Regions from separate parts of the Ovis aries genome. Here region 2 is linked to region 1. The links are chromatin contacts, called in public Hi-C maps. All regions are on one chromosome and are shown on one strand. Each heading gives the region's core, a stretch centred on a gene start, on an enhancer-like site or on the middle of the called end of the contact. The rest is flanking DNA. Distances are from core to core; before and after follow the strand shown.

Evidence for each region. Hi-C and Micro-C count contacts between places; a contact is called where the count stands out from the background.
Region 2: a Hi-C map of tail adipose tissue shows a contact between it and region 1, with 6 times the contacts expected there. The contact joins two enhancer-like sites. A contact is called at or near these places in 12 of 16 Hi-C or Micro-C datasets (blood, hypothalamus, liver and 6 more).

The regions. Positions count from the first base shown.
Region 1 is chr13:22,108,448-22,115,896 of ARS-UI_Ramb_v3.0, reverse strand. No RefSeq gene overlaps it. Among named protein-coding and RNA genes, the nearest start is that of SKIDA1, 27 kb to the left of the region's middle. Within about 2 kb of position 4,801, at least 29 of the 54 cell types and tissues checked have an H3K27ac peak or open chromatin away from gene starts, as enhancers often do. A contact at or near this core is called in tail adipose tissue, where this site is marked.
Region 2 is chr13:22,339,969-22,347,417 of ARS-UI_Ramb_v3.0, reverse strand. MLLT10 (MLLT10 histone lysine methyltransferase DOT1L cofactor) reads right to left here. Exons shown (of 21, transcript XM_060397320.1): 13 at 3,017-3,134; 14 at 1,578-1,650. Among named protein-coding and RNA genes, the nearest start is that of MLLT10, 200 kb to the right of the region's middle. Within about 2 kb of position 3,892, at least 12 of the 54 cell types and tissues checked have an H3K27ac peak or open chromatin away from gene starts, as enhancers often do. A contact at or near this core is called in tail adipose tissue, where this site is marked.

The sequences.
Region 1 (7,449 bases), core at 3,552-6,051:
CTTCCAGTCTTCTAGTCATCTTCTTCCATCCTACTTAGGATGGCTAACTCCCACTTGGAGCATGGTCCTAGGGACTAGCCATATTTCTGTATGAAGGTCTTCTTACCAGGGACGAGTCAAGGAAGTAGGAGCCCTAAGTCTCCCATTTCCTTTGCCCCTGAGTCAGGCTGACCATGGTTGGGTTAAGGCTGAGGTTCGTTGTGCAACTCAGCTCTTGGGCTCCTATAGCTGGAAACCACCAGGTTCTCTGCAGAATGATGACCTGCTACAGGGGGACCAAACCAACCCCACAAAGCTGTTTATTTCCCTAGAGCTACATAGTTCCTTCCCATCTTGAGGTTAGGGAGAGAGAGTGAGTTGGGTCCATACAGGACCATGAGCAAACTATCACTCAAAAAAGTTACTTTGAGAACCTAGAGTTTTTGAAACCATTTACTTCTCTTCTTGAACTTGGGGAAGACTGAGTTAGGGGCAATTTGGATAAGAAAGGAATATCTCTGTTTTGCTATGATCCCCCTTGGGCCTCTTTTACTTTGCATTTCTTTTCCTTCTTCTTCTTCATCATCAGTGTCAAGTTAGGAAGAAGGGCAAGTAGAAAGCACCAGTGGCCTTGTGCTATGAGGACCTGCTGAAGTTGACTTGAGGCTAGGCTGTGTCTGGGCAGGTGGCTGGGTGTGAGAGATTCCTGCTCTGGTATGAGGAGAGGAGATCTGGAGACAAGGTATCCCCTGGGTAGGGATGCTCCAGCCCAAGTTACTGAAGAGCAGGTTCTGCATCCAGGCCCTAAGCTCAGGGGTCCTGAAAAACGTGCCCTGCTCCAAGGTACCTGTTGCTTAAAGCTGGCTGGGGAGCCTATTGTAAGTCTTCGGGGTTAGGTCTGGCTTCCCCTGGGGCTGCTGGATTCACCTGTCATTACGCTCACTGCCCAGGGACCCTGACAAACCTCCACAATGTGAGTCTGAAAAAAGGGCGCTTAAGGTTCACTGATCTGTGTGTAGAACTTTGCAAAACTGCAAATAAGCGAGGAAATTTGTCTATTCTTGGTAAGGGAAATACAAGTTTGCACTTCACATGGAAGCATGAGAAAAAGAAGGGGGGAAAACTTCTGGCCAAAAGCCCCACTGTAATCTCCAGAACAATTTCATTTCCTCTGCAGCACCCTGGCTACCCTAGCCGAGGCCTCCGAGAGGTCAGGGAGGAGAAGGAGCTTAAAAGCGGGGGTGGGGGAGAGGAGACGTGGCGAGGCCCCGGGCAAGGTCTCAGGTGAGGGCCAGGCCGGCTGCTGACCAGGGGACCGACGGGGTGGAAGGCCGCAGGACGGGGGAGGGGCAGAGCCTCGTCTTTTGGAAGGTTTTGGTGTTTTCGAGAGGGGGTTTTTCGCAAGAATTCGCTTGGCCTGCCTCCGGGGTAGCTCGCTGGCGCTTTTCCCCGCCCCTTCTTGCCGAGCAGGTCGCAGGGAGCTCGGGTTTCCGCCGAGGCCCTGCTCCCGGGCCGCCCGCGCTCCGCCCGCCTCGGCGCGCAGGCCTTTCCCGCTTGCTGAGAAAGGGAAAAGCGCGCGCTCCGAGTGGTGCGGGCTGGGAGCGCGTCCGTCCCGGGCTAGCGCAGGTCCTCCGTGGGAGCCGAGCTGCCCTGGCCTGCCCTATAAACCCGGCCAGCCGTCCAGGCAGGAGAGGGGGTCCCCGGGCAGTGGCTCCTGTCTGGGCGTCCGAGACCCCAGCGTGTCGCTCGGCTGCTGGGAACCCGCCGGCTGCAGAGAAGCAGGCCCCGGGAAGCTGGTTCTCTCCCCCTCCAAAGGATGGTTGGTTGGAACTTCTGAACCTTTTGCTTTAAGGTGATTGATCATGTCCCACCAGAGAGCCGCTCCACCCCCGTCCCCATCTCTGCCGCCTTCCGTTGTCACCTCGGCTCTAACTGTGCGCAGAGACCTGCGGGAGCGAGGGTGGCGCGTTTGGAGATGGGAGCCGCCAACGCGAGCATTTGTGTATGAATGCTTGTCAAGCAGGCAGGGCCAGAGCGGTTGTCGCGATTTTGGATGAATCCTGGTGTAAGAACCCATTACAAGAGGGCAGGATAGCGTCTCCGCACCCGAAGTCCTCTAAGAGAAAGACGCAAGAGACGGCTTTTCCCAGGAAACCGTCTCAGCACGCCTGCCTCCCTCCATGGAAGTCCTCGCAGGAGCCGGGCTCCACACTGGGCGCCTAAAGGGAACTCAGGATGAAGGCTCACAGCCTCTCTCTGACGTTGATCATTAATTTGGGCTGCTCGGAGCCAGTAACACACTCAACACCTCTGGCTTTGGAACTGTCCCGGAGCTGGGATCCAGGCTCAGATGACCCAGGGCTGCGGATGGGAAATGCCAGTTTCGTAGGCTCTGGGATGCGTCTGAGTGGGCTGCGCAGAGCTCCCAGGGCAAAGGTTGGCTCTTTCTCGCCCCAAACAAATACTTGGTTAACTAGTGTAGACTAAACACATTAATGTTATTAAATGGGGTAAAATAGACGGGGTTGAAAGTGGGGGCATGCCAACTGGACCCAGACCCGGTCATACTTCTCTTCCGGTGACAAGGCAGGACGCTCCCAACACGGAAATAGAAATGTAACATTCAACTGGACGAATTAATTTTTGACGGATTTATGGTATGATTTTCTTTCAAGCGATATTCATTGGTTCTTTCGATCTGTAGTGCAGTCCAAAGACAGAAATATAAACAAGCACTTTCTGCTTTGCAGAAACCCCTTAACAGTATCTCCCAAAGAAAGATCAAGAATTTTCCCTAGATAATGCCTCATATTCCGAATGACTGATCAGAGAACTTCGGTATTGTTAAATAAAATGAGAGGAAGGCGAGTGACGTGGGAGTCGAACAATGGCATTTCTGAATCAGTTTGCTTGATTGACATTTGGGAGCTTCATGACCCCAGGGAATAGGACTCATTACGGTGAATACACCAAAACATCAACCAAGATTAGAACTCTAGATCCTGTTTTAATCCCATTTCAGTCTAAATTATAGTGGGAAAATATAAAATCCAAGAGACGAGAATTACTCCATCATATATTGACCTAAAGTTTTAATTGCTCCAAGGGGGAAATAAACCTGGAAAACCGATATTCTTTTCATCACTTTTAGGAGCAGCACTGACAATTAAGCAACGTGTGTTTGGGAGGGTAGGTACTAAGAATTTTAAGCAATTTAAAATATTTTATATTTATTTGGGGAGACATACTGAATAAATGTATAGGGAGCTTTTATGCATCTGTGAGAGAAAAAAAATAATTCTTCTCTACTGGGTAAGAAGCAAGGGTCATGAACAAATTGATGCTGAGAAATAATTAGATACCTTAAAGGCAGGGTCTAAATTTCCATTATTATTTGGAAGGCTTCTCTATTTCCTGGGAGGGGAACATTTTTAACGTCAAAAGTTGTGTTAAATGTAAATTTAACCCAGGAAATTGTTGAGAGCTGAACTGATCTTCAAGTTGGAATAACGGAATGTGTTTGAGCAAAGTCTATTTTTAACCACAGAAAAGTGTGAGATAGTGTGGGCTCTGTGTTAGGTGAGAGTATAGTCTAAGGCAACTTCAGTTTACAAAAAACATTGATTCTTCAATGGAACTTATCCTTAAATCTCAAAAACGTGGACGATTGGAAGTTTTAAGTATTATACATCAAACAGAACTGATGAACACAGGCAGATGAAACTGTGGTAAAAGATGTTACAGTTATATTCTCCCAATTTTTAGCAGATAACCTACAGCAAAGTAGTAGGGGAATGTAACAGGAAGACATAAAGATAGACCAAATATGTTATAAATGATGGCCTAGAAGGGGCTGTTGCACAATATAGGTTCACAATCTTACATACTGAGGGGTAGATTTTAATGGGAAGCCTCTCTGTTGCATGGGAACTGGGAATCATAAGAATTATTTATGCAGCAAGAAGGAACAAAAATTAATTATTAGGAGCTCAATAATCACCAAATAAACTCTGAGCTTTGAGGTTAAAAATAGACGACTATCTTCATGTTCAATTATACAGTATCAATTACTAATACAACTGATGTTTCAGAGTCTCAGCAAGACCAGATACCATCTTCTATGGAGATATCTTGGTATTAATTAATGACTGCTTTATTCTCATTATTCACAAGGAAAAATGGGGGTCGTGTCACACTAAAATTAAGATTATCTTAGTTTATCTGGGCTCTTAAACAAAGATCATTCAAAGTAATTATATTTTGAATTAACAGAGGTAGGCAATTTATCTCGCTATTTTTTGTTCAAAGACAGAAAATAAAGATCAGAAATAAGCAAAGTTTCATTCTGAAGACAGAAAGAACCAAACATGTCTTGACTTTTGCAATATTTCCCTTGCTAAAGGGGGGAAGAGGGAACCGTAAAAGACGTGACTTTGCAAAGTCAAGTCCTTTTTAAAAGACTCGGATCGAAATTCTTGCTATGCAACAAGGATTCAGGTTTGATTAATTTTCTGCAAGCGACGTGACAGCGGTGTTTTAAAAGATTAATTAAAATTGAAGTGATACGGAGCAGGAATTCAACCTGCAGAGGCGTCCCAGGCGCCTTGGGGGGCTTTTGCAAGCGACTCTCAAGCCCAAACTAACTGGCTTTCCCGAGCCTGGGACGTAACTCTCCGTCTCCTGGAGAGGAACGCGGAATTTGGCAAGGCGCCCGCCTGGCCGCCTGGCATTCCGAGCTGGCCGCCAGCTCTCGGGGGTGGGGACGGGGTGTGTCCCGGGGAACCCGCTGCGGAGAGAACTGCTGGCGCGGCTCTCCACGAGCCAGTAAGGTTCAGGGTCACGCCGAGAGGCCGGAGGAGACTCTGGGAAGTCTCCAGCCGGTGGCCCCGGGCCTCCCAATCTCCGGGCGGAGCGGGGAGCGGGGTACCTACTTGGTAACCGGGATCTTGCAGAGCCCATTCTACAGTCGCAAGAGCGCGGGGCTCCTGCCTGGCGAAGGCGCATCTCCAACGCCTACGACGTGAAGGGCTCGGACGCTGGGCTGCGGCCGCTGGGCCGGGCCGCGGGCGGGCCTGCACCGGCAGTCCTGCCTCTTCGGCTCAGAGTCGGGACTCCGGGAGGCCCTGCACTGCTCAATCGCCCGGCCACGTCCCCTCACCTCTCCGCTCACTTTCTCGCCCCGGCTTCTGCCCTCCCCCCGCAGCCCTGTCCCCTCGCTCCACTGCGCGACGCCTTCGCCCGAGTAAGAAATTAGCTGCGTGCAGCTGTAACTGTACTGAAGGAGATACAATCGCGGGAGCCCTCGAGGTCGCGCGCGGCGGACAGGCGATGCGGGTGGCGCCCCAGAGAGTAGATGGGGGGAAGCAGGAAGCGTTTGTTTGCAGTTCGCCTCGCCGGGGCACGAACTACAGTGTCTCTGTCTCTCCACTTGGGGGGCTCGGGTCCTGACCGTGAGACCGCGTCACGCGGGCCGTCTCCAGACTGCTCGGGCGGGCTGGGTTGCGCGCGCGTAGGCACACAGCCGCGTGGTGGGGGTGCCGGCCCGGCGGCCTCCCGGCTGGAGCCGCCCCTCCGCCCTGCGGCAGCGCCGGGAAACCCCTGCCTCTGCGGCGGGTGCAGGGGGAATGCGGACTAAAAGGGTCCCCGGGGATTCTCCGCGCAGCGGAGGCGACGTAGTTTCTCCTCCCCTTCCCTTCTGCCTCTCCCACTCTCCTCGGAGACCTCAGAGTGGCCGAGAAGTGGAAAGGGAGGCCGGTATACAGACGGCGAAGGCCTGGAAGCGGGAACCGGGGGACTCCAGGCGGGACAGGAGGCACTGGGACGCGGAAAGGGGGCGTGGGGCCAGGAGGACTTGGCTGAGGCGGGCTGGGCGGAGGCGAAGCGAGAGTCCCTTCCTCTCCGAGTAGCGCAGGGGGAACCTCTTCCCCCGGGAACCCCCTACCCAGCAGCTCCCAACCTCGAGAACAAAGGGTCTGGGAAGCACGGTCGGGGTCGGGGAGCGGAGGTGGAGGGAGGCAGGAAGGCAGGCAGTGGGGGCAGGGAAGGACGCCTCGCCACATTTCCTCTCGCGGCCGAATGACGGAAAGCTCCCTCCTGCAGACGCCTCACAGAGGCCGCTTCCAAATCCGGGAGGGCTCGGGTTCCTTACCTAACGGCTGCACTCGCTCCCTTCCTCCCCCAGCGTCCCCACCCACTCCGGGGACCGGAGCCCGGGAGCTGCCAGGCAGGCGGCTCGCCGCGGCGAGGGCGGAACCGCGGGGCAGCAGCGCCTCCTGCAGGTGCCGGGCGCCTCCGCAGCCGCCGCGCAGGGCCGACCCTTAAGGTGGAACGGGCCTCGTTCCCCACCCGCGCTTTCGGCTATTCCGCAACCTTGCTTCCACCCGCGGCGTCTCCCTCAAGAAGCAGGCCTGGCGGTCCAGAAGGGTCGGAGTCTGATGGTTCCTGCTGCTATTTCCTTGATCCCTTGACCCCACTATCTGCAGATCCTAGTGTGCGGATGCCCCGGTATCGATTTCGACAATCACAATTGATAATTCCCTGCTGGTGTAAAAGGATGCGTAAGTCACGCGTCTGGGCTGAAAGACCAAAACGGCGTTTAACTTAAAAGCAAACTTTTATTTTCGTTTATTAAAATCAGAAGGCCTGCAGGGAAGGGTCGCCGAGGGTTGTTGGCCTGTCCCTGGGTCTTCCGGATGCAAGGGTTCTGGATGAGCCTGGCGGTCTGGGAATCGCATTCAGCGCCCACACCCCGCAAACTCTTGGTCAGGTGCAGGTGCAAGACGCCGGGGAGGAGCGGTGGGCCCATAGGGCCCTCCTTTTGCATCTCCGGCTTCCCGGCTTCAGCTTACTCTCGCTGGGAGGGCTAGTTAATTTGGTGAAAGCAAAGAACGTGGAGAGGATAGAAGAGCAGTTTTTCTTTCTTTTCGTTTTAGCTAGATGTGCGTGTGGGTATGAACTCATTGATTATTGGACAAGTGACCTCATCGAACTCGAGATTCCTGGGGAAAGCCTACGAGGCCGGGACGTAGCCCGGGAAAACCCCGAGCAGGGAACGAACAAGCCAACTCTGGTTCCGGTGCCATCAGCAGTAAATTTCTTTCCTTTGCTCTTCGCCCCTCCGCATCTTGGAGAGGGGTCCCTCAGGGGTTGTCCCAGGATTTCCGCACACCCAGGGTAGTCTCAGAAGAAAGCTCAGGTCCCGGCGCCGGGAGGGCGCCGGGGAGGGGAGGCTGTGCGGGCAGGGGCTTGGAGTCTACCTGCCGGGTGGGAACCTGCCTCCCCTGACCCCCCAGCCTCGGCTCCACCCCCCGGGGCCCCGCCCCAGCGGGCGGAGCCGAGGCTGCGGGTCTGGCCCCCGCCGGAGGAGCTCGCTCTGGCAGGTGCCGCAGGGTCACGCCTGCCCCGGGGGTTGCAAACCGCAAGCGAAAGTCGAGAAGGGTTGGAGCTTTGCCTCTAATCCGTTTTACACTG
Region 2 (7,449 bases), core at 2,643-5,142, 230 kb before region 1:
ATGTGCCCATTTCTGGTCTCTGGCCTCTATAATTACATAATGAATTAGGGCTATAGAGTTTCCAAAGTATTTCCATATAATTATCTTCACACCAACCTAGTGAGAAGTCAAAACCTGCCTTCCTGGCTCTATTTCTATTTGAGGAAACAAGATGGGGCTTTAGTGACTTGTCCAAAGACACACTGCTAGTGAGCGACAGAACTGGGCAGCAGCTCAGGGCCTCTTGCAGCCTGCTGGTATTCTGCTGCAGCCCTAACACGCGTCGCCACAAAAATCCCTTCAAACAAGAAGTTAAACAAATGAGTCTTTTTATCCCTTCCACATGTAACCACTGAGTGCTATACATACAGCTGCCTGTCCCTTCCCAAATAGTACATTATTGCCAGGATAATTTAGGCTATTTTATTCCAGGCTGATTTTTAAAGAATAATATACACTCAGAAATATGTGCTAAAAGTAATTTAGTGCCATTTTTTGGTGTTAAATCCTATTTAGTGAATGAAACACAAAGAACCACACAATAGCAAGATAGCACTAAGGAATCTTAACTAATTTCTAGGGTTGCCTGTATGATATTTTAAATTTATAAGAACACAGAGATGCTTCTTCCACTAAACATATAAGCAAAAAAAATCCATTAACTTTCTCCTTTGAGGAAAAAAAGAATAAAACAGTACAGAAGTAGCACAGCATAAATTACAGATTGGTCTGACGATGTTTTAACTGTGTACTTCAGACTCCTAGTTTCAAAAGAATAATACTTAATTTTCTGAAGAGTTCAACTGGGAAAAACAACACGACCTTTATTTCAACCAAGGATCATACAGGAAAAAAGGAACTACTGATGCACCACTAGAAAATAGCTACATTAGAGGTTATTGGATGAATCTCTCTAACATTACACAACTAGAAAACGGTATGGAAGTTGAGAGTGGAATAAAATTAATAAAAATACAGCCTATTAAATAATAAAAACATGTCCTGTTAGCAAGAATAATCTGACATATATATTAATATTATAAATGATATCTGAGCTCTCTTATATAATATCCAAGGTAATTTCACAGAACAAGTATAATATATTTGCTGTACTTTGTTTCAAACAATTTTAAACAATTTTAGAGGGATTTTAGAGACAAGTCGTAAGAACTTCATTTACTGAATTAGGAACTGGAGACTAAAGGATTAAGTACATAGCCCACAACAGCACTAAAACTGGACCCCAAAGTTGAAAGCCTGGAGTCTGCAGCTTTAACAGATCTTAAGACTATTCTATAACCAAAAAGGATTATCCAAGTTAACACATTAATAGTACCTGCAGCTAAATATACAAGAGAGCTCAAATTGATTAGAGATCCAAGAAAAGGCTATGTCTTTTATAAAGCTTAGAAATCTAACCACATGTTTAATATTCAAATTAATTTAGAATCACTCTTCTTAACTGTCCAGACATGCCTCTTATCTACAGAATGATTTTATAGCCTCACAAATGTAAGCTCTGCTGATATGAGATAAAGAAGTTTCCAAATCTCAAAATGTTTCCTTTGCTGATACTTTGCAGTGCAAATAATGCTTACCTTGGTGAGAGACTTCCTCTGGGTGAGCTTCCTCTGCCAGCAAGGCTACGGCTATTGTCTCCAAGATCTTGATCTGCAGTGTAAATATTTCACAGCTGATAAAGTGACTCTCACTAGATGAGAGGTTTTAAGCCCTGGCCCTGATTTTTCCTAAAACATACATAAAACCTTTACTACTATCTTTGCAGTTACTACAAAAGTAGAAGATCTAGTATGCTGCTAGCTTAGAACTGCTGGAGTGTGGCATGTAAGGCGCTGTCCCTACACGTTTTTTTTGTGGGTGGAGAAGGCCATGGATTATGTTCATTCTTTCATTCCTTTCAGTTTTACAGCACAGAAGCGTGGTTTCCATTTGCAGTACCCTCCCCTCAGCCACTTTTAATTTCTACGGTTAAAGTAATGAATCACAGCTGTGGACAGCTAATCTGTATGCTTATCACAGCAAATCCTTATGCTTTGTATATTTTAACACTTCACATTCCAAGACAAATCATAAAATACGTATGCATTACATAGAGCCACGCACCAAAACTAAAATTATATATATGTTACGTGGATCATTACACGTAACACTAAATAACCAAATGGACAAAGACAAGTAGGAATACAGAATTCTGTATGCAAAAAGAAATTAATTTTTTAAAGATATTCCTGAGGTGACATCCAATATCTCAGCTTGAAGAATAATTTGTATTTCCCCTACAGTGAGTTCCTTATAAAATCACCCTATCTGGCCTCTTTCAAGGTCGTCCTCCCCTTATTCTGAGTCAGGTGACCTTTGACTCTTGAAGGGTAAAGACATGACTGATCCATTCTTGGTGAACTGCTAAACCCATTCCCTTCCCCCAAACAGGCATGACTACTTGGACATGTCAACAAATCCTTAAGGGTGGAAAGAAACAAAGCAAATCCAGTGGCTCATTAAAACAGTACAAGAGGCAAATGCTACAAAATGTCAACTGGTAAAAATTCACAGGATTACTAAACACTGTAGAGATTCTCTAACAGGATTTTTTTTAACCAAGTTTGTGTAATGCAATTTCATGAATTATGCAAATAAAGATTGAGGCTATTCACAGAAAGCCCAGTGTTATGCTACTTTCATTGCACAGAACTAAGCACTGAACACATCAATCACAAAAGTCACAGGAGACACTAGCATTCCTGCCTGCTGATGGCTCTGCTTAAACATTTACATTTCAGACAGTAAAAAAAAGGCACAGATTTTGCAGCACAGCATACTATTTACTTCCAACTGTAATTCTTTTCATTTAAAAGGGGAGGGGAGGGGTACACACACACACACAGTCCTCCCCTTTAGATTTTATTTATTAACCACATCTTTAGATTCTTCAAATGAAATTAGCTTGATGGGGGGTAAAAATCAGTTTGGTGGAGGGGAACAGAATTTTAGAGTTTAAAAATTCTTGAGACCTTACCTGTTTGATTGTTTTCAGACTGAGCTATAAGAGCTGCCACTGATGAAGTTGAATTTAATCTATTGCCATACATATGAGATGATGCCTGATTAAGAGACGATCCAGATAAGGTATTTGCCTAAATGAAAAGAATTACAAAGACAAATTAATTATTGTATAAAATATCTTAATACTTTCCTTCCTAAAAGACCTAGCAACAACTATTTTCTTCAACATAAGAATGTAAGTAGAACTTCCTGACTTTGCAAATTTCATTCTTGTTTTACCATTTCAACATTCCAGTTTCTGAAAAGTTACATTAACTCAAAATAGAGAGGGAGCACTGCAACTGGCACAAAGTTAACTATTTATGATTTAATTTCAAAGTATCTATTTGATACCAAAACCAGTGGCCTGGTAACCATGTGAACATATGACTAGTTATTTAATCTTATTAAACCGTTTAGAAAATAAGGGCAGGGAGACAACAGATGTCTAACAAATGCTTCAGTCTCTTACCTCACAAGCTGCCTGAGGAGGTCAAAAGGTTCAGCTTCTACCTTTAGTATTTTAACTACACAGAGCCATATCTCCACTGCTTAACTCTGTCATTAGTAAAACCCGCACACTATTTTGTTACTTCCTATTTTGATAGACTTGGAAGCCTGCTGCTTTTTCTGTTTTGTTTTGTTTTTATTTTAAAAGAAAGCAAACAGGCATCACAAGTATGTTTTCTATACAATGCAGGGCTCAACGAATCACAGCTTTGCCCTGACCCCATATAAGGCACTGTCTTTTTGGCAGTAAGCCAGCTCTGCGAACTGAAGAGCTGGTCCACAGTTTGTAATTCATTCATGTTGCTAACCACAATTCTGAAGGCCTCTACTGGGACTTGTGCCAAACAAGCGAAAATGAACCCTTAAACAGATGAAGCTAAGGAGGCTGGCCAAAGTCTTGCGTAATCCAATGTAATAAAAATGCCTTCTTTGATGTGAATACTTTCTCCCACTTTCCAAGAATATTATAACCTCAAAAATGTGGCATTTTGGAAGCAAATCTCTTGTACACAAAACACTGCTAACTCACAGAAGGCTATCACTAGTCTGAAATACTTTTCAGATTTAACAGAACCACACATTTCAAAGTAGATTTTTCTTTTTCATGAAGTAATTGTGTAGTTATTGCAGAACAAAATTCTGGAAAATAATCTCAAAGAATTGAGGTGTTTTTAATATAAATAAGCTGATTAACAATAGAACAAGATGTAGAACATTTTGACATGTTTAACTGCACAAAAGAGACCAAGACGACAAAGCAGTGACAACAAGCAAAATATTACAGAGAATAAACTGTGCTTCTGGAAAGACTCAGACCCTGACATTAATATTTGGCCTCTAGCCAACTTACTCAACATAAAAACTAGACTTTACAAGTCACAGGAATAGTCTCCGTGACATAGAATCCTGTCCTTGCTTTCCATTGTCTCAAAGGGTATATTTCATAGTTCATACTATAATGTCTAAGTTCAATTGGTCAGTTTCTGGGATTCATTTTTCTTCTCATTAAAGCTATGTATACAAAGTCAGTAGTTTGGATTATACAGTCCTGTTTCACAATCAATTAGCCCTCAGCAAAAGCTAAGTCATCCCTTTAATCTGAAGATCACACTAGACACTTACCATGCATAGAATATATAAAATGTGTCAGCAACAGAAAGATAGGAAGACTTTTCTTTTAACCTCTTCAAAAGTTAACTGCTTGGGAATCAGCTACTCATAAAATAACTTAGAATGAGAAAAATCCAGAGACAAACAGAAAGACCAGATGTTACTAGAAACCCAGTTTAAAATCTTGGGCACCTCACACTTAAAAGAGCCCTTTGCAGAGCCAATTTACTCTTACTCTAGACAGAATTCTAAAAAGATCAACTAAGCATATAACAGATTAGAAGTGGAAAATTAATTAGAAAGAGGGAGAAAAAGTAATATCTTGAGACACTTTGTTGGCAGCAAGAAGTAACAGCTGACAGCAGGAGAGGAGAGAGAAAAATATGAGCAAGAAGGAGCGCACTCCCGAGTGCTGGCCAGGCCTGGCTCCGAGCACGGGCAGGAAAGGTCGCCACACCTGCACTCCAGCCTTCTGACTCTTGTGCTAGTGCACTCATCCCCTGGCTGAATCCAAACTATTATCACACTAGTTAAACTGCTTTTCCAGTTCCAATTATCAGCTTTATGAGCTTCCTTAGTCTCTTGATAAGAATAAAGATCCTATTCTCTTTCAGGAAGGGTTCCTTCTGTCAAGGGCTTTCTATTTATCCCTGTTAGCTTCAAATTTCTTGATGTAGTCTCCAAATCATCATACTTTTTCAATCACACACTCCACCCACTACACTAACGGCTCAAAATGCAAAGCAGCACAGCGTAACTCATTTCTATAAAGACTACCATCAGGAAGAGGATAAATCATCGTTAGCACAATTTCAAAGCAAGAAAGTATGGATTTTATAAAGATGGTAGGCAAAGGTAAAATTAATAATAAAAATATTAGAAATACATTCATTATCCTGAATGATAAATTTCCCTCAATTTTTTTAATGTTTAAAAACTACCAGGTAGTTTTTTAAATTATTGTATTTATCTAAGTAAGGAATTTCCAAGAGAGACTGAAAATTACTAATTTTTACCATCTAGGGTTTTGTGGTATATGAGAGCACCTAAACCACTCTACATTAAATTCAAGTCATTACCATCATTTTTAGCAGGTAATATGAGCTAGCAAAGACTCTACAAATGTCTGACACAGGCCAACATTTCTGAAATGATATTTACAAAGGTTACTGCTGGAAAATGTTGATAACTCTGCAGGAAACTTGGAGCAAAGAGACTCCCAACATTTTAGCTAAAAGATTCTACAACTTTTAGTAGCAATAAAGAAGGAAAAGTAAAAGAGACAACCTACACTGATGGGGGAATATAAATTGGTACAGCCACGTGGAGAAAAGTACAGATCTTTAAAAATGAAAAACAGAGCTGTCATATGATTCAGCAATCCCACTCCTGGGCATATATCTGGAGAAAACCATAATTTGAAAAGACACATGCATCCCAATGTTCACAGCGGCACTATTTACAAGGAAGCAATGTAAATGTCTGTCAACAGATGAATGGACTACTACTTAGTCATAAAAAAGAATTAAATAATGCCATTTGCAGAAACGTGGATGCATCTTGAGATTACCATACTACGTGAAATAAAGCTAGACAAAGACAAATATCCTATGATATTGCTTATGTGTTAGTCTGCTCAGTCATGTTCAACTCTATGGGACCCCATGGACCACAGCCCACCAGGTTCATATGTCCATGGAATTCTCCAGGCAAGAATACTGGAGTGGATACCATTGCCTTCTCCAGGGGATCTTTCTGACCCAGGGATCAAACCTGGGTCCCCTGCATTATAGTCAGATTCTTTACTGTCTGAACCACAAGGGAATTGGTATCATTTATATGTGGAATCAAAAAAAAAAAAAAAAAAGATACAAATGAACTCACATACAAAACAAAGATATAGCCACAGACATAGAAATAAATTTATGGTTACCAGAGGAGAAAGGGGGAGGGGAGGGGGATAAACTAGTGTTAACATACACATATTACTATATATAAAATAGATTACCAACAAGGACATACTGTGAGGCACAGGGAGCTTCACTCAGTATTTTGAAGTAATCTATAAGCGGAAAGAATCTGAAAAAGATTATATACACACACATACCACAACTGAATCATTCTGCTGTATACCTGAAATTAAATCAACACTGTAAATCAACTATACTTCAATTACCCACAAAAAAGAAAGTGCTACTTGTTTTTGGAAGTAAGTACACACCTTATGGTATTTCAATTCTATCTTGCCCTGGAAAGGAGAATGTCTACTGTGGGCAAATACGTTCTTGAGCCTGTTGGCACTATAAAGAATATAAGCTGTTAAAACACTGGGGAGGCTGAGTGAAAGTATCCATAATACACATGAACTCTGCACTGTTCCTGCAACTTTTCCATACACCTAAAATTATTTCAAAATAAAACGCTAAAACAAAAAAGAATATGATTGCAAAAAACTGGTTACTTGGCTTTATAGTATTTTGACGAAATGAAGTAATGTACTCAAAATGTAAAAAGAGGTGTTAGTCAAGATTCACTTCCAAATATATGATCTTGGGTTTTTTCTCTCCCCAAGAAGGAACCATTTACACGCAAGATGTTATACTATACCTATTCCAAAATCCTAGTAACAGTCTTAGTAAGTGTAATAATTATTTTACAAAATGAACCCAAAGCAAGGTAAAGCAGAAGTAAACTTAATAATTACTGAGGTAAATCTAAGTCACACTGAAGCAAAATATGCTTAGGTATCCAAGGAGACCTGGGTTCAACCCTTGGGTCGTGACGATC